Linked DNA regions of Ovis aries: regions 1 and 2 are each linked to region 3. Evidence: chromatin contacts called from public Hi-C data. All regions are on one chromosome and are shown on one strand. Each heading gives the region's core, a stretch centred on a gene start, on an enhancer-like site or on the middle of the called end of the contact. The rest is flanking DNA. Distances are from core to core; before and after follow the strand shown.

Region 1 (2,700 bases), core at 75-2,574, 170 kb before region 3:
CTCATAAGAGAAAACTAAGGGCCTGAGTTAAAAAAAAAAATTAATGAGAAGACATTGAAGTCTCTGGGAATAGGCTTTTCCAAAATATGTTCTCTTCAGCTTTATTTAATATATTTTACTTAAAAAAAAACTAATACAATTAAGCTAGATTTAGCCCATAACAAGCTCCAGCTTTTTTCTTTCTTTCTTTTTTTTTTTTAAACAGAGGGGAACATTTGATTAAATTACTATTCATCTGAAAATATTATTTGATGGGGAAAAACCCATTAGATATAGAAAGACAGACAACATTAAACAGTTAATTGGGAACAAAGAATCACATGATGTAATGTAGATAACTGGGAGAGCTCTTGGCTTTGAAATACATTTTTATTCAATGTCATGTAGTTAAAATTGCTGTCACGGTACCTTCTTGTCCAAAAATGGAAGTCCTGTAATTTCCTCACTTTGGCTGACTCGCCGTCTTGGCATGATTCTTGCTGCAGATGAGTATAGAGCTAGTTCTTGTCATACTTTAGAAAAATGTCATTGGCAAATAGAATGGAAGCACAAGTAAATTTCTGAATTTTTAGATTTTTTTAAAATAGAGAATTTATTTAAAAATATATTCTTGTGACCAATGAAAGTAACGATTTTTTTAAAACAGGAGAAACATTAAAATTTGATGGATGATGACGCAGACTGGGGAGGGTTGTACACGTTTAGGTGATTAACAGCTAATTATCAGCCAGAAATCCGCCCCCACCGTAGATATTAGTTTAGTGAAAAAGAAAACTTTTTGTTTGTTTTGTTTATAAAACTTAATGAGTAAAATGATGGCCATTTAAAAAAACTGAATACCATTCTCATTCAGAGACCAACTAATTTTGGGGCCTATAACCAAGGTCAGGAAGTTAGTAATCAAGTTCATTAAGACAAATGGCTCAGTTATCAAATTTAGCCAACACCCCTTGCTCTGGAAACCAGAATAGCCTTGGGGCTAAGAAAGATCCGCCCATACTAAGGGTAAAGCATCTATGATGAATCAAAGGTTTCCAGACGCATATCTAAGCCATTTTGCCTTGCGTGCTACCCAGAAGGTTATGTATGATGCAAGCAAAGGTAGTTATTTTCTGTTTGTGAGAGCCACCCACACTTCCCTGGAACGGAATGCGTCTGTACCCATTTGGCTCGGTGCATAAGCAGTCGTGTGCCCTGGGATAAGTTCTGGCTTCCAGCTTCTTCAAGTGGTATTCCACCCCTTAACGTACCTAAATGGAATTCTGAGAGGCGGCTCCCCACTTCCTCCCAGAGAGACAGCTCCTCCAGTGAGTCATGCAGACAGACACACGCCAACGTCTGGGGCGTTTTCTCTGCTGAGCAGCAGGCTTGTGTTGCACCAGCATCCCGCGTTACCTCTAGCGTCAGCAGCCGCCTCCGGTTTCCCAGACGAGGCTGCCAACTCTGCCCAGTGCCACGGCCCTGAGGAACCAAGGGCTGGGTCTGAGGATTCAACAGAGTGGGAGGGGAAGGGGGTAACTGATTTTCAGTTCACAACAGGAGCAGCAAGGGTAGGTGCTGGAGGTGGGTAGAGGTGGATTGGTGGACATAGTAAATGGATCTAGGGATTCGAGGGCCTGCAACAGTATTTTAAGCCCCAGGCACTGCTTTTTAAATCACCATGAATAATTTCTTTTCCATTCTCTCGGGAGACCTCGGATGTGAGCATTAAATTTTTTTTTTTTTTTAATTTTCTTGATTTTAGAAAGTTATGAACCTACGGGCTCAGCCACGGTTGGGTTTTAATTACCAGAACACAGTTAGATGATTGGGTAAATTATTGGTTATTTTGCCAGTAGCTTTGAACTCTCCCCCGCTCCATGGGATTATTGCCTTTAAAATGCTAAAATATTTTTAAGTTCCAAAATTCTTGCTGTTGTGTTAAAGAAAGAATGACTCTTGTGTTAAAGAAAGAATAACACTTGTCTAAACAGTAAGGAAAGCTTTTCCAGGGCTGTTGTAAGTTGGAGCGTTGCAGCAGGGAAGAGAGCCGAAATTCAACTCCAAATACAATAGACAACTGGGGATTATAGCCAAAGAGCAGAGGGAGCTAGATGGGAAATTACTGAGAGGAGAGAGACTTCAAAGGTGGGGAGACTTACTAAACCGACTTGACGGGATTCTTGCTGAAGGCAGGTTAAGGACACAAATGTCATAGTTGGGAAATGAGGAACTTGATCCCAGCAAGGATGAGGGTTGAGGCTGGTGGAGAGCAGCTTTGTCTTGTGTGGTAAATTGTTTTTTCCACTGCAGCGAGGGGCATAGGGGCTCTGGTACCATTTATCTGAGAGGGAAGAGGCCCTTCTCAGACTTGTGCTTGGCAGGTAATAGACACTGGATTGCTCTGCAAAGCCCAGGGACTTCCCTTCTGGGCCAGCAGGATCAGAGGGTGGGCCGATGATTTTCAGGGGCCTGACAGCTTCCAGGCCTCTGCCCACTATGCACCATCTTCACCCAGTGCAGCCAAGCAATTTGTTGTTAAACTGGATCCAGGGAGACTTAGGAGTTTTTAGTTCTATGTTCCAGAGTCAAATGGAAGAATCAGATCAACTTAAAAATAAAATTTTCTAGATTATTTCCTTATTACAAAAAACACACTCATTCGTAGGAGAGAACAAAATTGATTTTAAAAATTAATTTAAAAATTAGAAATACAAAAAA
Region 2 (2,781 bases), core at 197-2,696, 190 kb after region 3:
CCCTCCTCCAGGGGATCTTCCCTACCCAAGGATCGAACTCGTGTCTCTCACATCTCCTGCATTGGTGGGCGGTTTCTTTATCATTAGAGCCACCTTAGAAGCCTCTTTTACTGCTGTTGGGCTGCCGTCTATGGGGTCGTATAGAGTCAGACACGACTGAAGCGACTTAGCAGCAGCAGACAAAGAACTCTAATCCACATCCTAATCTTGTGTTTTTCCTTCCATCATTCTCTCCTCGAGTTTCTGTTAGGAAAATTATAATGGAGGAAGTCTTGTTCAGGCTTCAGAAGCAGGAGAGCAGACTTCTGACCTGCTTCTGACCATCCTAGACACTGGCCAGATTTCATGTCTGCCTGTAAGTATAGCAAGTCAGGCAGCACTTGGGTAAGAAAGATAAGAAAGAGAGTGGGTCTTGGAATTCTTGAGCTCCTAGAGGTCTGGCCAGTCCCTTGGGGTCTTATGAAATCCCATGACTCACAAGGTGAAACAGACAGCATTGTGAAAACGTTTCAGTAAAACCAGAGCAACATTTTTGTGTGCAAACTGATGCTGATATCAGTTTGTGGCTGGGGATTATAAGCAGGAACCCCTCAAAGTCCAAGCTGAAGTCTCACCCATGGGGTGGACACATTGCTTGAGAGCCTTTCCCAATTGCAATTCCAGATTGCTGTCATTCGGGACTTCCCTGTGCTGTTCAAGTCTAGATGTAGGTTGGCCAGTTTGGTGGGGTACACACTGTTACCTCAACAACCTATAAAAATTGAAATAGTTTATGTGTGTAAGGCATGGTTTCTTTTGTTAACAAATCCTTTGAAACTAAAATGGAGGCAAAACTTTCAGCAAAGCAGTTTCATGGTCAAAGGTATCAATGATTCCTCTGCTTTCTGTCCTCAGAATACTTAGAGAGACCATTTATCCTGCCCCTAGAGTTTTGGGATGGCATCACTGACTCAACGGACATGAGTCTGAGTAAACTCTGAGAATTGGTGATGGATAGGGAAGCTTGGCATTCTGAAGTCCACGGGGTTACAGAGTCAGACATGACTGAATGACTGAACTGAACTGAACCAGAGTTTTGGGATCAAAAGAACAGTTTCTGGGGAAGTTTAGCTATGTGTACTGAACCTTTGGAAAATAGCAGGATTTTTTCTCTGAAATACTGACCATCTTTTACAACTATGTATTTCCCTCTTACCTCAAATCTAGGACTAGTGTCAACTTGCCCTAGTCTTTCTCAGCTGTCCAGAGTATGATTTACTGGTGCTCAATTCTTGAGTAGGTCCTGAAAAATTCAGGAAGTTTATTAAGAGCCTCAGCTGTTTCAGGGGAGGAGGGTCAGGATTCCGGATGGAAGGGTGCTGCCACCAGGCTAGATGTCTGGGCGAGCAGGGTTGAGCTCTGACAGCCCATTTAGCTCTCTGATTTGCAGTTGAATTTCCTGCTCTCATAGACTGTTTTTTCAGGGAGCTTGGTGTCCTGTACTGCCCTCTAGCTTCAGTAAAGAGCCATCCTAGTTCCCCAGAGATTTTAACCAATTTAAAGCTCAGAGTAAAGGGACTGGAATCTCTGTATTTTTTTTTCTCTTTCAAAAAACCCCCTCTATCTCTTCATAAATTCTTGGGTACAAACTTCAACCTAGGTGGCACAGGCCTTTTAAACTTCCCCCAGCAGCATCCATGCTCTAAGCTGGATCAAAAGTTCTGTTACACCAACATATTACAGCATTAAGTGAGCAAACCATTCTCTACTACATTTGATGATATAGTTTCCTATAACACACGTCCAGTCTAACATAAAAGATCCAGATCCTCTTTTCACACGTGTGTTCAGTCACCAAGCCGTGTCTGCCTCTGTGTGACCCCATGGACTGTGGCATGCCAGGCCTCTCTGTCCCTCACCATCTCCTGGAGTTCACCCCCATTCATGTCAACTTTTTAATATAAGGAGATCAATAAGTGATATCTAAAAGAGAAATATCAGGAAATATTAGAATCATATTAGTTAGAAATATTGAGGTAACTATCATAAAAAATATCTAAAAGAGCTGAAAATGTTTGCTTCTGAACAGTTATTGTTATAATCTTATGGCATTATTTTAATTTTTAAACTTTTAGCTTCTTGAGTTTTAAGAAAATGAACTTTTAAAAAAACAGCATCTTTTTTTTTTTTCCTTTGAGGGACTCAAAATTTGTCTCCGTGGGTTATGTATATGATCTCAAAGTCCTAATTTCTTTTTGATCTCACTCTTTAATGTTAGTAGATTTCCTCAAATATATGATAGCCATGGTTATTATTTCATATTGAAGCAAGTGACACTGATTGTCAAAAAAAAAAAAAAAAAAGCTGATTGTAAGCTCGGTGTGTGTGGGACAGAGGCTTTTAGAGAGGTAGCCTGAACTGTTGAATAACTGGAATGAGCTTCTTCATTAGAGTCCCCAGATGATAATATCTTTAGGGGTTTTCTCCCTGAACTGATCTTTTTCCAATGTGAACTTGCTGCCTCTCAAGAGGTGAGACACTGTTTTCACTCCATTGAATCTGTTAGACCTTGACACTGTTTTGACCAATAGAATAAGTGGAAGTGATGCTGGGCCAGTTCTGGGCTTGGTCTTCAGCCTTGCAGCTCTGCTTCCTATGTCTGGAAGCCATTCTCCATGTAAGAAGTCCAACTTTCCAGTGGCCACTCTGCCTTGCAAAGCCCAAGTCATGAGAAGCCCAAGCTCAGACTGTGGAGAATGAGAGTCTTTAGGAAGAAAGATACACACACATGCGCACGCGCAC
Region 3 (2,728 bases), core at 15-2,514:
TAAAGCATCATTCTATTGCTAAGTCCAGTATAATTATCCATTCTTTCATTCATTTCTTGAGTATCTATTTTACACAAGGTAGTAGGGACAGGATGGGAAGCGATAGAGTGAATTCAATACAATTAAAGTTTTGAAGGCTTTATAATTAAGTTGATGAAGGGAGCTATGGGATTAGTGCCAGGATGGTTTTGGCAGAGCATTTTAAAAATGGTATCAAGAGTAGATACAGCATAGATCTGCAGCAACTAAATGAATTTTTAAACCTGAGAAGACCACGTTTAAAAACAAAAACCAAAAAACTACTTTATAAAAATCAGGGAGTGCTTACCACAAAGAGATTTGTTTTATGCTTGACATGTAAGATCTCTGTGTGACAAGGCACTTATTAATGTTCTTAAGTTAATTCACCCATGCAGAGAGTAAAACTGCATTTACCTGCAAATTATTCCTGAAAATGTAAGTAGAGGAAAAGCATTTTTTTCTTTAAAAGCCAGGGCATACTTTAGATTAGAGTGGACTGCTAGTGTTAATATCTTAATGCTCTTTGTCTTCCTCCAGTTTTAAAAAGGACACAGTATAAATCTGGAAAGAAGAGTATGAACTAACATGCAGAGTCAAGAAAGCCAGAACTGCTGTGTGGGAGGGTCTGCGTTGCCACGGTGGTCATGGGTGGTGAGGCAACTGGCTTCTTCTCATCTTCTATGGAGTCCCTTGATGTCTCAGATGGCTGTGATACAGATGAACGTCCAAATCTTGAGAACAACATTCCTCCAAGTCCCTTTCCAATGCTTGCAGCCCCTGCATTTCACAAAACAGGCCAGTCATTCTGCTGAATTACACCACATACCAGGCTAAAGAGCACCACCCGTAATTACAGTCAGTTGGCAGAGAGACTAAGCCCTAGTCATGTTTTTCCAGGGTGGGAACACAAAAAAACTGCAATTTATATTGTAGGTTTCTAAATAAAAATGGTGTTGAACAGAAGGAGAGTTGTACAAACTGCAGGAATACAGCTTACAAAGAAAAAAAGATTCTATTTTATTCAAGTAATCTTTGTTTTTTAAAGTATTTTATAACATTAAAAATGTTAATAAAAAGAACCACGCCATTCACATGGGCATATATTTACTATTGGTATGCCTACTCCTGAAGTGAAGTGGATCTGTTATAAAAAGCTGTGAATAAACAATCTCTATGATGAATATCAATGAATCCAGCAGATAGAGCCTGTTTACAGTGCCATCTTGTGGCATTTTATATTAAGGCAACTTGTAACCAAAAGCAAAGGACAAATTAAGTGGCACACGATTGAGCTCCAGCGCCACACCAAACACCGTGGGTGGAACTGGAGACCATGCAAAGAGAAATTCAATATACTTGTTGCTCTCAAGAAGAACATGATTTGAGAGACTTTTAGGACACAGATCAGAGAACGGATTGGCAAGGACACCCTTAGTACTCAAGCACCCCCTCATTTCACAAATGAGGGAGATGAAAATTAAAAACTATGTGACTTCTCTAGATTTCACAGCAAGTGATGGGTCCAAGGTTAAAATGAGGGACTTGATGTCTCCACCTTTTTTTGTGTGTGTGCATCAAGCTATCTTATATTCTCTAACTATAGAATCTGATCTAACTAGAGAATTTAGGGCTTTTGCCTTCAAATATAAGAAGTGAGAGTAACTAACTCTAAACATTAACTCTCAGATGTTTTGTAATATATAGAGTATTTCCAGGTACCTAAAATTTAATGACTATATAAAATTGCTTAAGTTCATTGATGAGGAATACCAAAGAGAAATTACCTAATATGCTTGCTTTGCCTATATTTGTTATAGATTCCCCATAGTGTCGGCGAGACAAGACTGGCGAAGTCACAGGGCTTGGTATTGTTGAGATGCCTTCATTCTCTGAAATTGAGGTAGGATCTTTTGCTGGGTGAAGAAAGCTTGGCTTCATATACTCGTAAGGTAGAGGATTGGATGTATTATACCAGTGGATCTGCACAGGTGAAATGTTGCTGTAGTGTTTCAGTATTAACGGTTCTAATCTATAAGCCTTGATGGAAAAAAATTCAAAGAAACAAAACATTAAGGCACAATGCTTAGGTTTTAGTAAACTGTTCATTCTGATTCTACTGTGTGCTCAGAGGACCTTAGGAAATGATTAAAAACCTGACATTCCTAACACGTATTCCAATTTCTTCACTGTTAATAATATGTAGTTTGTCTAATTATATATCCTTAATGATGAGACTATAAAAAAATTCGAGTTAAGTCTAGGCTAATAGTGCCCTTTAATTAGTTTTTCAGTAATATTAGTTGCTCAGTCGTGTCTGACTCTTTGCGACCCCACGGGCTGTAGCCTGCAAGTCTCCTCTCTCCATGGGATTCTCCAAGCAAGAATACTGGGAGTGGGTTGCCACTCCCTTCTCCAGAGGATCTTCCCAGGGATTGAGTCCCAGTCTCCTGCCTGAGGGCAGGAGCTACAAGGGAAGACCTTGTAGCTACAGGGAAGTTTGAACTACAGGGAAGACCTTGTTTTTCAGAGGAATATTCATTTTTATATAACATCTAGCAATTAGATTAATATTAAGTCTCAAAAACAAAACTAAAGCAGTAAACAGCAACTTGGAGCGCAGTAAATAAGCTCAATTTTTAACATCTAAGCTCTCAGTTGACTCTATTTTCAAGCAGATTAATGTAGTACATGAGATGATGATATAAGA

Evidence for each region. Hi-C and Micro-C count contacts between places; a contact is called where the count stands out from the background.
Region 1: a Hi-C map of omental adipose tissue shows a contact between it and region 3, with 2.8 times the contacts expected there. The contact joins two enhancer-like sites. A contact is called at or near these places in 3 of 16 Hi-C or Micro-C datasets (mixed tissues, omental adipose tissue and tail adipose tissue).
Region 2: a Hi-C map of hypothalamus shows a contact between it and region 3, with 5 times the contacts expected there. The contact joins two enhancer-like sites. A contact is called at or near these places in 3 of 16 Hi-C or Micro-C datasets (hypothalamus and tail adipose tissue).

Annotation. Positions count from the first base shown.
Region 1 is chr7:63,619,382-63,622,081 of ARS-UI_Ramb_v3.0, forward strand. No RefSeq gene overlaps it. Among named protein-coding and RNA genes, the nearest start is that of FERMT2, 97 kb to the right of the region's middle. Within about 2 kb of position 1,325, at least 7 of the 54 cell types and tissues checked have an H3K27ac peak or open chromatin away from gene starts, as enhancers often do. A contact at or near this core is called in tail adipose tissue, where this site is marked.
Region 2 is chr7:63,980,550-63,983,330 of ARS-UI_Ramb_v3.0, forward strand. No RefSeq gene overlaps it. Among named protein-coding and RNA genes, the nearest start is that of TRNAC-ACA, 80 kb to the left of the region's middle. Within about 2 kb of position 1,447, at least 11 of the 54 cell types and tissues checked have an H3K27ac peak or open chromatin away from gene starts, as enhancers often do. A contact at or near this core is called in hypothalamus, where this site is marked.
Region 3 is chr7:63,789,952-63,792,679 of ARS-UI_Ramb_v3.0, forward strand. It overlaps DDHD1 (DDHD domain containing 1), which reads right to left. Exons shown (of 11, transcript XM_060418059.1): 9 at 1,806-2,058; 10 at 607-798. Among named protein-coding and RNA genes, the nearest start is that of DDHD1, 60 kb to the right of the region's middle. Within about 2 kb of position 1,265, at least 11 of the 54 cell types and tissues checked have an H3K27ac peak or open chromatin away from gene starts, as enhancers often do. A contact at or near this core is called in hypothalamus and tail adipose tissue, where this site is marked.